Regions from separate parts of the Mus musculus genome. Here region 1 is linked to region 2. Evidence: chromatin contacts called from public Hi-C data. All regions are on one chromosome and are shown on one strand. The core of a region is the stretch at or near the end of the contact, and the rest is flanking DNA. Distances in the headings are between cores, read along the strand shown. Region 1 overlaps Abcc4 (ATP-binding cassette, sub-family C (CFTR/MRP), member 4). Region 2 has its middle 22 kb from the start of 4933431J24Rik.

Evidence for each region. A called contact is a pair of places that touch in the nucleus more often than the background predicts.
Region 1: a contact with region 2 is called in a Hi-C map of the G1E-ER4 cell line, with 3 times the contacts expected there. The contact joins two enhancer-like sites. A contact is called at or near these places in 1 of 484 Hi-C or Micro-C datasets (the G1E-ER4 cell line) and 3 of 115 datasets of contacts at active chromatin or transcription factors (acute myeloid leukemia, embryonic basal ganglia and embryonic hindbrain).

Annotation. Positions count from the first base shown.
Region 1 is chr14:118,634,320-118,640,369 of GRCm38.p6, reverse strand. All of the region lies in intron 4 of Abcc4 (ATP-binding cassette, sub-family C (CFTR/MRP), member 4), which reads left to right. Among named protein-coding and RNA genes, the nearest start is that of Gm52104, 5.4 kb to the left of the region's middle. Within about 2 kb of position 1,724, at least 15 of the 459 cell types and tissues checked have an H3K27ac peak or open chromatin away from gene starts, as enhancers often do. A contact at or near this core is called in the G1E-ER4 cell line, where this site is marked.
Region 2 is chr14:118,186,215-118,192,294 of GRCm38.p6, reverse strand. No RefSeq gene overlaps it. Among named protein-coding and RNA genes, the nearest start is that of 4933431J24Rik, 22 kb to the left of the region's middle. Within about 2 kb of position 3,729, at least 5 of the 459 cell types and tissues checked have an H3K27ac peak or open chromatin away from gene starts, as enhancers often do. A contact at or near this core is called in the G1E-ER4 cell line, where this site is marked.

The sequences.
Region 1 (6,050 bases), core at 475-2,974, 450 kb before region 2:
ACACACACATACACATACACACACACACACACACACACACACACACACCACAGACTCACAAGCATGCCAGGCACATGCAAACACACACAAGACACATGCAGAGAAATGCACACATAGACACATGTGCACATACACATACACACACAGACATACATACACAGACATACACTCATGCACTCACACGTGCACACACACACACACACACACACACACGTTACCGTGCATGTTTGGGGGTCAGATTACAGTTTCCGGGGCTCCCCACTCCCTTCCAGCATTGGGGTTCCAAGGGATCACTCAGCTTGTCTTGGAAACTGCCGCTTTTACCCACAAGCCACCTCGCAGGCCCAGTATTTTCCTTTTGACTGATTCTCAGTAAAACTATATGCCATTATACGCCATGGTAAGTCAGGCACTGTCACATTGCTCTATCCAGTTGCTCTTTTGTCCTGACAGAAGGCATATGATGAAAAAAATACTGAACATATAGTCCAAAATGATTGTGCATATAGTTGTTATACAGGAGTCGGTTTTGAGTTCACATGTAAATTTTCATTATTAAACATGCTGTTTTCCAGAAGAAATAAGATATAAACCCATTTTGTAGTTTTGTGTTTTAGAGGCAAACCAGAAAGAAAAACATACCAGGATTCTTAGAGGACCGTAGCCGCTTGTCTCCTTGTCCCTCCCTGAAAGGTTCTCTTCTCACCAACCTTATCTTTTTGGGCTTTCTCACACTGTTGCCTATAACTCAGCTTCACTAGGATTGCTGCGGCCTCTCCTTCTCTTTCCCCCTCATGGGGCTTCTCTTCAAACGTAGGAATTGGTGGCAGAAGGGTGTGCATGAGAGAGAGGTCTTTCTGCTGTCTTGTGGAGCTGTCTTTTCGCTTCGGACAGACTGCCGTGAGCTGTGCAGTGGCAGTTAACCGTGGAGCCGGTTCAGTGGTGCGGGTTTGCTGTCACCCTGTACTGATGGCTCGTACTCGTCAAAACACTTCTTCTTAGCTCATAATTAGGCTTTCTAAAACGTTCCCGAGTACCATGGACACCCGGGGAGCCCTGAGATCCTGCGTCTAGCATCTTTTCTGACATCCTATGGTTGCAGAGCGTGGTTGTCCATGCTTTGACCTGGGCTCCCAAGCCTTTAGAGAGTCCGACCTCAGGGACCCACGGTGGCTTTGAGCAAACCTCGTCTCTGTCCTGGAAGTGGGAGAGGCGAGGGAATGTGGCGGCTCCTGATGAATTGCACTCTCTGGGATCGTCATGTGTGACTGACACTCAGCATGACCTCAGAGCATGGATCCCAGGGCCCTTCCCCGAAGTGGGGGAGTCAGGTGGGGTCACATGCATATCCTCACGGCCAGACAGGCGAGGCTAGTCAGCGTGTGCATGTCTGATGCCTTAGCTGTGGCCTCTGGTAGAAGTGGGGTGAAAGGAAAGCCATCTATCAGGTACCTCATGCAGGTGAATGTTGCGTCGTCCTTCAGAGCTGGACAGATCTGCTAGCCATAGACAGTCAGATAAAGCAAAACAGAAAAGAAATCCCTAAGGTGCCAGACTATCAGACTATAGCGAGAGGCAGGTTGTTGGTTTTGTCTGCGGTTTTTCATTTCCCTGAACCAGTTTCTCTCTCCGGAATGAGAGGGCACAAGCCTGGCCTGGTGCAGCCGTTATTCTCCCGTTATGCTCATCTTATCGCTGGAGGATATTGGGCAGTCCCTGCAGCCTCCCTTTGAGAAACAGCACAGCCGCTTTTAGTTGTGCAATCATGAAGAGGGCGTGACAGCATTACTAAGCATCTCCAGCCAGTAACATCGGGAAAATCCAGGTGGCCTCTGCTTCAGCGAGCTATGCAGTCGCCCTGCATAGCTGCCTGTCCCAGTAATGCCCCGCTTACCTGGAAGCCACCTTATCTAACAGACTGGGGTGGGGTCACGAACACTGCACTCTGAAGGTCCCTCAGGGGTCTACATGCTGCTGCTCTGCCTTGACCCAGTGGTCTCAATACGATAGGGAGTCATGGGGACTAGTGTGCTGAGCCTGGTGACAGGGGACGAGGGAGAATCGACTGAGGAATCCAAGCGCACAGGCCTGAGGCATTCTGGGAGAAGCCTCACACTGAGGGTCGACAGCGGTAAGGGTGAGTTGGTGAGGAATCTGCAGTGTGATCAGGAGGTGTTCACACCTGTATTGGCAGGACTGTTAGACGGGGGTCTCTAGAAGGTTTCTGTGAAAATGGCAGCCGGATACTTCATTAGTTATGAGTCTTCCGCTTTAGTTCTTCTCCCAGTTAGAGAGTGGAGTCTGTCAGGAAGGGACGGCCTCTCGGTGATGTGGGTGACATGAGGCACATGCCGCTGGCCTCAGGGAGCAGGGAGAGATGCGTATGGATGCTCCGTCAGGACTCTTTTTTTTTTGTTGTTGTTCTGTTTTTCGAGACAGGGTTTCTCTGTGTAGCCCTGGCTGTCCTGGAACTCACTCTGTAGACCAGGCTGGCCTCGAACTCAGAAATCCGCCTGCCTCTGCCTCTGAAGTGCTGGAATTAAAGGCGTGAGCCACCACCGCCCGGAAGGACTCACTCTTTATGTGTCCCTGGCCATAGACGGTAGGACGGTGCCACTTACATGGGCGGTGACCCACCTCAGTTAGCCTAACCTAGCAAGCCTGTCAACAGGCAAACCCAGATGTTTCCCTCTGTAATTCCAGATCCTTCCAATCAAGCCTAGCCCTCCCAGACTCCTAAGGGGAAAGCACACCCCACCCGTCCTCCTCGGCAGTCACTTCTGTGGAAGTGAAGGACACTTGTCTCACCACGCTACCCACGTTGATATGTGGCATTTATGTGCATGCTTCTGCTTTACGTTTCATATTTACAGCCAAAAATAATCCAGATAAAAACATAGTTTAACAATGAATGGGCGGGGGTGGGGCGGGGGGAGACTGTTTGCTTTTTAATTTTAATTTTTTTAAATTTATTTTTGTTTATGTTGTACTTACTTGTCTATATGGTACCTCATGCATGCAAGTGCCCACAGAGGCCAGAAGAGGGCATCACGTCCTTCAAAGCTGGCAGTGGAGGTGGTTATGGGCCATCCCAGGAACTGAACCTTGGTTCTCTGCAAGAGCAACTAGTGCTCCCAATCACATATGTGTGTGTGTGTGTGTGTGTGTGTGTGTGTGTGTGTGTGTCTGTCTGTCTGTCTGTCTGTCTCTCTGTATGTGCATATGTATGTATCTGTGTCACCACTCGCAAATAGTCAGAGGGCAGCAGAAGTCATTTCTCTCTTCTGCTATCTGATCTGGTGATTGAACCCAGATCCTTGGACTTGGTGGGAAGAGCCCATACCCACTGAGTCACCTCCTGGTGCACCCGCTGCCTCCTACCCGACCTGACCAGGACGTATCTAAGGATCGTCGTTCCTTTCCCTTCCTGTCTCTCTCCCTCCATCCTCTCCCCGGTGCTGGGATCAAATCAAAGCCGTGCACGTGATCGGCTGATGATGTCTGGCAGAGCCATGGCCTCAGCCCTCGTTCCTGTTTCTGCCCGACGGTTGGTTTCTCACCTGTTCTCCAGGATTTTGACTGGGTTGCATGATAGTCTCCTATAGCACGCTCACGTTGTTCTTTCGATTGTAAACTACAGAAATAAGAACATGGTCTTGTAATACCAGATATTTGGGAGGCCAGAGCAGGGTGTTGTCACAAGTTCAAGTCCAGTTTGGGCAACTTAGTCTCCAAATGAAATGTACAGTGAGGGTTTAGGAGTGCATGTCAATGATAGAGACGAGAGACGAGATTGCCTAGCCTGTGCGAGGTTCCCGGTAGAACCCTAGCCTTCCCCGATTCCCCCCGTGCTCTTAGTTACTCTGCAAATATCCAGTGGGAACAAATGTTAATTGGTAGATTTTCTTTTTAGATTTCAGATGTATATTTTCTACTCTAGAATACTGTTTCATTCTTTTCGATGGTGTCCACTTCTCTCCTAAAATCATCCATCTATCCATTTGTCGTGACCGTGTTCCTCTTTGGCTACATATCCATGATTCCAGCAGTTGTTTTATGTTCCTTTGCTAATCCCACGAGCTGGATATCTATCTGGGCATCTTTCTATTGACACTCACCCTCTGTGACTATGGGTCGCTGTTTTTTTTTTTTTAATTTTTTATTTTTCTCCTTTGCTCGTTGTAACAATCTCTCTACCATGTTGCGTTGGGGGTGTTATACTGCAGGGAGTCTGGATTACAGAGTGTTGGTTTCTGTTTTGGAGGTTGGTCCCTACCAGAGTGGCCCTGTCTGTCTCTCTGTGCATCTCAGCTGCAAGGCGGCTATTTCCATTCTGAACTCAGTCCAAGGGCCTGGCCGACTCTGTAGACAGATCTTTATCACTAATGCATGGCCTTCCTGGCATCGTTATCGAATGGCCGAGGCAGTCAGGAAGAACCTTAGCTCTGTCTGGGCGAACCCTGGCGTTTCATAGCCATTCTGACCTCAGACTCCCACTCTGGCACTCAGCTCTGCCCCTGGACAGCGAAGGCCTTGGCAAAGAGCCATTGGTAAATCCCCACAAAAAATCCCAGGTCTAGCCTCTGTGGCTGTGACCCATAAACTCCACGTGCTTCTCCTGTTCAGAGTGGGCATCTTTTTTCGTTGGTTGGGGAAATGCACTCTGGTTGGGCAGAAAGCCAGGTGAGTCCTGGCCAATACTGAGTTTCCTTCCCTCAGGGCTCGAAGTCCTGCAGTGCCTGCAGTCAGAGTGTGGGGACAGCTGCTTCCTGTGCCGTCCAAGCCAATGGCTGGCTGCATACTGGCGGGCGAGGCCAGCAGACTGGCACCAATTAATCACTCTCTGGTGACAGAGGACAGAGTCTGCCAGTTGTGTCTGTGACTGTCTTCCTCACTGATAATATTAAAGGCACGTCACTGTTCTGTTCTTTGCTTTTTTCCCTCTGATCTCACTGTAGTGAGATGGGTTTTTAAAAATGAAACAGAACATACTAAGTTTGAGACTGATTGCACAGCTCTGGTAGCTTCTGGAACAGCCTGGCTTTCCTTCCCTGCAGTACAGGTGGTCTCAGTGACAGGTAGCCCTGCATGAGAGAGGGTCTGTGTCCCACACAGATGGCCACTGGGGTCTCACTCATCGCTGTGCGCCCTCTGACTGTGATGCTGAGGAGACACATTGCATGCTGTTCTGACTTTTGTTTTCTGTTTAGTTGTTGTGATCAATTTAGGATTAGAGTATGGGATGTCTTTTGTGTGCCTCATTTCATTCTTTACTTGTTCATTTGGGCTTTTAAAATCCAAGGTCTGTCTTTATAGCGCAGCCTGGCCTCTAACTCAACCCTCCTGTCTTTACCTGTAGGGTATAGGGATTACAGGCATGGGGGCCCATGCTTGGTTGTCATCTTACTTTAACTATTAGAACTGGGCATCAAGGCTGGCATTTGGGAGGCTGAGGCAGGCGGACCTTTGTGAGTTCAAGGCTAGCCTGTCGTACGTAGTGAGTTCCAGGACAGTCAAGGCTACATAGACTCAAAATATCAAAAATAACAAAACAAACAAACAACAAAAAAATAAAATCAAGTATTCATTCATAAGTTTGCAGTGTGTTTTCTGCATATAGGATTGACACTTGTTTCAATATAAACGTAGGTGCTAAAAATATTTTCACATAGCCAGTGAAAAGTCAGTGGCCAAAGTCCCTGAGTTCTGTCTCTTTCTGTGGTACCTGTATACTCTCTTCATAATATATAGGCTGCTGTTGTTTTTCTTTCTCTAAACATGGTCTCATTATATAGGCTTACACACACACACACACACACACACACACACACACACACACACACACACAGAGAAATGGGAAAAAAGGGGCTTGAGGCTTTATTGTAGCCCCAGGTTGGGAGAGAGCACTAAACAGAAAATGGTACAGTATGAACCAAATTTTATTATATTTTTTCTTGAATATAGATTTTTTTCTCATATAATATATTCTAATTATAGTTTCCCCTCCCTCCATACCTCCCAGTTCCTCCCTACCTCCCCTCACATCCATA
Region 2 (6,080 bases), core at 2,480-4,979:
GTGTCAAATGTGCATGTAGAGAGCAAGAGAGAACAACAGTATCAAAATTAACACTGACACCCTAAACCTTGGCCACGAGGAAGTTATATCAGGGTGTGACAACAAGAAAGTAATAAAAATGCATCCATGACAATATTTTGGCACTTCAGTCTACAAAGCATGCAGTGGTTTTTGTTGTTGTTGTTGTTGTTGTTGTTGTTGTTTTTTCTTCAGGTTTTCGGTCTCTGCTTTTAGATTCTTTAATGTCAGTTAAACTTGGCTGAATTTTCTTCCCTCCATACTCTTCAGGTTTCATCTGGGTCTAAAAAAAACCAGTTTTTGGAGCTCCCGTGCCTACATCTATTTATGTATTCATTCATTCATCCATCCATTTATTCATTCATTCATTCATTCATTCATTTGTTTATTTATTGGCTCTGCTCGCTCCAGCCCTGCTCTTATTGATTTATCTTAAATTGAATGGCAGGATAGAGTTGCCTAAACAGAAGACATTCCTTCTCAGAACTCTGCTCTGTTCTCCGAAGGCTTTATTCCGAAAGCTCCCTTCATCAGTTCACAGGTCCCGCACAAGGACTGGTCTTCCCCAGAGACCGTTTAGCGAGGCGCTTGCTTTCCTCTTCTGGACTAGCTTTTGCTTGCCAGCACAGCAGACGAAGCCCATCTGCTCCTTTGGAAGGAAGTGGGCTTACATGTCACACGTGCCTCCTAAGCAGCAGAGGCGCCATGATGCTCACAGCTCTACAGCTCCCATTTCTAGCTCCTCACACCTGACCCTCAGTTTTTCAAAGGGAGTGGTCCAAAATGTATAAGACTGTGGTCCTAAAACCTGGGGCCCACTCCAACTGTCCTTTATTTTTATTTTTGTTGATATTTTCCTGACACATTGACATCTCAGTCTTCTTAGGAAAGAATCTTCTAGAATGCGTGCGCTCTCATCGGTGCCCCCTGTAAACTTTTTCTTTAAGAACTATGCATGGCATTAGGGTTGCTGTTATTTTAGGGGCTTGAGGGTCCCCAAGGTGACTGTGACTTATCTTTTCCGTTGGATAGTGCTACAAACCACCCAGGATAGGGATTTTCTTTTAGGTATATCCTTTAACAGTACCAAGTAGCAGAGTTGGAGAAGTGGGTTTAATATTGCTAACTTCTTCTGAGGAAGCTTGAAATTTTCTTGTTTATTTTCCCATCACATATTAAAGATGACTAGAGGGTAACCCTGAGATTTCCTACCGTCAGGATCATTCACATACAAATGGAAGCATTCCTAGAACACGCTTACTCCTCTACTGTTAATCCCGGTATGGGCGAGCAATAGATGATTCTTGTGTAAGTCGGGACAGGAAGTTGGGACAGGGAGTTTCTCTTAGTTAGTTTACCTAGGTGAAAGCCATGGAGATTTAGCTGTGTCTGGACAGCTGAATGCAGAATATGTCTCCCTCTCAATTTGCTTGTCCTTCCTTTTGAGTTGGGTCCGATGCCAGTCAACTTGGGTCCACGCAGTTGCCTGGTGACCTTTTTTTACAGAAGCTGCAAAACTGTCTCAGTGTGATGTTTGGGACTCAACCTGCATCCCTCTTAGCCAACCTATATGCAGATGCTGGGATGTGTGGTCTTTCTGGGGAAGGGAGTGGGCAACTGCATGGATTGACAAAGTGGTAGGAGATACTTAAAAGAGAAACCAAGGTGATGTTGCTAGAAGTGAATCAGATGCAGGCACTGGGTAAGCAACTACACTTACCTCCTAGTCCTCACAGTATTTAATCTACTGGGGAAGGGAGGAAGGGAGGAAGGAAGGAAGGAAGGAGGGAGGGAGGGAGGGAGGGAGGGAGGAAGGAGGGAAGGAGGGAGGGAGGGAGGGAGAGAGAGAGAGAGAGAGAGAGAGCACGGCAGGCAACCATCATGCTCTCACATGTAAGAGCAATGGTCCCAAAGAGCCCTGAAAACAAGTGAGAAGATGCAAGAACATCTCTGTGGAAAGTCTTTATCCTTCCAGGTACTTCCAGTTTCTATGGAAAAGTGTGAAGCATAACTTCAAAGTAATGAAAACCTTCATGAAGTAGCACTTGCCTTGCGATATGGTCGAACCATCGCAGGAAGGACTTGGGATCAGCTCATCAAGTGGGGTATGCCCACTGCCTGCCACCAGCAGCGCCCCCTCCAATGCGTATCTTCTAGTTGCTTCCGCATGTACAAGAGAATGTCCAGTGTTCGCTGACAAAAGACTGATTAAATGACTCCCAGTTCACTCACACAGTGGCAAAATTCGCTCACGGAGATAGACGACTTGTCCAGAGTGACACCAGGTGCTTGTGGAGTTGCATGAACTCTTGAAATCTCAAAGGTCTTTCCATGAAGATAAGCAAAGAGACTTACAGATGTCTGAATTAGATATTGGCTTAGATATTTGGCGGCCATCTTCCATCATGTTTAGATATGTGTACGCAAATAGATACCACATGGATGTACTGAAGCCTAGATACATATATGCACACACATGTAACACAGACAAAGAATGATGGGCCATGATGGGGGCTATGTTATGTAGTACCCACAGATAAAAAGAAACAGCTTCCTCAGACCCATTTTATGTGTTTCAAGTACAAAGCTAACTTAGACCATAAATCTAAGAGCCAAACTTCCCTTCCAGTCTTGAGCCTTGCTTGACTCTAGAGTTGTACACAGAAAATACTAGTCAACGCATCATAGGAAACAAAATGGAAATCCAAGTCAACTACACCAAAGTCCAGCTCCTGTAGCAGACATCCCAGAAATAGTGCGGTGGGCAATTAGAGTCTGGCCTTTCAACCCTAACTGTTCTCTTCTCAACGTTCTCCTGTCTGTTCTGTGCACTTCCAGGCAAACAGACTGGGTTTTTTTTGTTTGTTTGGGGTTTTTGATTTGTTTTGTTTTGTTTTGTTTTTTTGTGTGTGTGATACATTGTACCACACACATACACACACACACACACACACACACACACACACACACACACACACACACACACAGAGTAACTACAAAGAGTTGTTTGTCACATGCTGGCCAAGGAAAGTGGTGCTAAATTGTGCTTCCTAGTAAATGGGAAGAGTAAATTAGAGCTCATACTTTCAACACATGCAGAACAAACATGGAAGTCGGTGGGCAGACACAAAGGCAAGTAAACCGAGACGGGTGTAAAAAAAGTAACTGCTGTGCTCCGAGTTAAGCGCACCTCAAAGCAAAAACACTGGTGTTTTTTAAATAACAGAAGCAATAAAATCCCATTGTGGATTAATCTTCTGCCAAATTTTGTTTTTTAATCAAATCTATTTTGAGCCAAAGCAAATACAGAAATGCAAATGAGGGACCTGATCCTCTAGATCTTGAGGACATGTAAGGGCCGATACACTTCAAAGATTGTTTTAAACCATAACGTAAGCTCACCATACAATACAGCCAAACACACTTATTTGTAAACCTTTTAATTTTACACTCATGTAAAGTTTGGGCTTTTAAGAAGGAAGCTTTTTTTTTTAAGTCCTAAAAGTAGATGTTTAATAAGTAAATACTGATATAATTTAATAACATATGTGTGTTATAATTTGAGATTGTGAGAGAACTCAGTTGTCCCCCTCTCCCCCCATGGTGAAGGGACCCAACTGCAACAGCAAACTACATGCAGGAGAGGAAGGTGCTGGGCACAGCCTATCTTCTGCAGACACCCATCCCACTGAACAGAGTCCAGACAGTTTAGGGGAGGGTTGTTTATACTGTCTTCCTGTGTGCTTTCCCAGCTGGGATGCAATATTCACCAGGAGACCTAATCAAACTCTTGAGAGCGTTTTTTTGTTTGTTTGTTTGTTTTTTGTTTTTTTTTTTTAAATCTCTGAGTGTGAAAATGCTGTTCAAACAGCCTGTTAATGAAGCCATCCACCATGTTGTTCTTGCAGCTGAAGGAAGCTCTGGCTGGCCTCAGGCAGTGCCTGCACTCAGCTGGCAACTGTCTTAACCTTTGTGGACAGACTCTTCCTGTAAAAAACAAAAAAACAAAAAAACCGCCAACCCACATGCTGTCAAAGCAAAGTGTGATAATGTCCATGGACATCCACTGTGACCGACATTTGGTGTTATGAGGCCACACTCTGGAGAGCTACATACTAATGTGGCATTCTGGGGATGCTTCATAGACTCCCAAACATACGAAAGAATGTGTTTTAGCCTTTTGAAGCCAGGGATCCCAGAATTGGAAAATAGATACATATTGTTGATCAAAACAACAAAACAAAACAAAAATAATCTTCCCTGGATTCTCCTCTCCCTGGACGCTCAACACGGGCTGTGCCACGCGCTATGTCAAGTTTAAAAGGCACAGCGAGTGAAGAGCAAACATCACTGGCAAGAGACCTTTCTAGTGCTTCAGGGGACAAGGCTGTCGTTGTAACGGACCTTCAGGAGGTAAGAGCATTTCCAATCACTAATGTCTTTCTAAAAGTCTAGCCTAAACCATTCTTCCTATTGCTTGGAACTGTCCTGCATCATTCTGCCTCGGGTGCAACATGGAATGTTCACACACACACACACCCCCAACCCCCGGCTGGTGCAACATGGAATGTTTCCCTTCACATTTGTCCTCTCTCACTTTTCTAAGAAATTCACTTACTTTTACTCTCTCTCTCTCTCTCTCTCTCTCTCTCTCTCTCTCTCTCTCTCTCTCTCTCTCTCTCGTAAATAAATCCATGTACCCTTCCTTTAGATTTAGTTATGCAATCAACTTCATGTTGTTTCAGCTTATTTTTTCCCACCTGCTTCATTATATCCTAGGTCAGCTGGACCTTAGATTTCGAGCCCAGCTATGCTGACAGAAGAGAGTAACACGAACTTGTGGTTCCTCTGCTTTGTGAAGTCTGTGCAGTCTCATTCTACTGCAGTGTGATTTAAGCTCTGCTCTGCACCTCGAGTCTGTGCCTCCCTTATGTCAAGCACCCCTATTTGCTTGCTTTTTCACAACTGCAATCACAATGGCATTTGAATATCTCTCCATTACGGATTTAGTAAAATTAAAACGAACCGTTCAGAAGGATACAATTTGACCGATTTTGATGAGTGTGTAAATCCACATAGCCGACTCCCAGTGGGGTCTGTTTCCAGCAGCCCAGAGAGTCCCCTGCGTCTCCTGGTAAGCAGTTCTCACTGCCCACATCTCCAGTGTGGTAGCTTAGCTTTGCTGGGTCTTTGGCTTCACGAGACCACGAGAACGGTTGTTTTTCTTTTGGTTTTGGTTTTTTGTTGTTGTTGTTGTTTTGTTTTGTTTCCATGAACACATAGATTTTTCTGCTTAACAAACTCTTGCAACTCATCCACATTGCTGCTTCGCTCTCTCCTATGTTAGCGTTCGGTATCATGTTTATGTACGTACTGCAGTTTGCTTATTAATTCTCCTCTGTGTGGAAACCTGGGTTTTTCCCAGGCTTTGACTGTTGAGAATAAAGCAGCTCTAAGCATTTGTTCCAGCAAATGTTTTCCTGGATGCCTGTTTTCTTCCAGTCCCATTTATGTAAGGACATAGGAGAGGAATTTCTAGATCTTAAGATCAATGTATATGCAACCCTATAAGACAGTGCTGGGGAAGGGGGAACAGGATCCCGTATGGGAGAGGGGGGCAGGAGAGAAGCCCAGAGGGCCAGGAGAATGAATGGAAATGGGCAGCAGAGGGTGGGGGACCCTCTAGAAAGTACTGGAGACCCAGAAGGTGAAACTCTCAGGACTCAATGGGGTGACCCTAGCCAAAATGCCCAACATTTGGGGAAAAGGGATTCCCTACTTCCAGTAGATAGACAGGGAGGGCATCAAGTGGAGGGATGGGGTTGTCATCAAAATATCTGACCCAGAATTGTTCCTGTCTGAAAGAACTTCAGGGACTAAAATGAAGAAGAGACTGAAGACAAGGCAGTCCAGTGACTGGCCCAACTTGGGATCCATCTCATGGGGGTGGGGAGCACCAAGGCCTGACACTATTACTGATTCTTTGGTGTGCTTACAGACAGGAGACTGGCTGGCTGTCCTCTGGAGGTCCTACCAGCAGCTGACTCAAACTGGGGCAGATA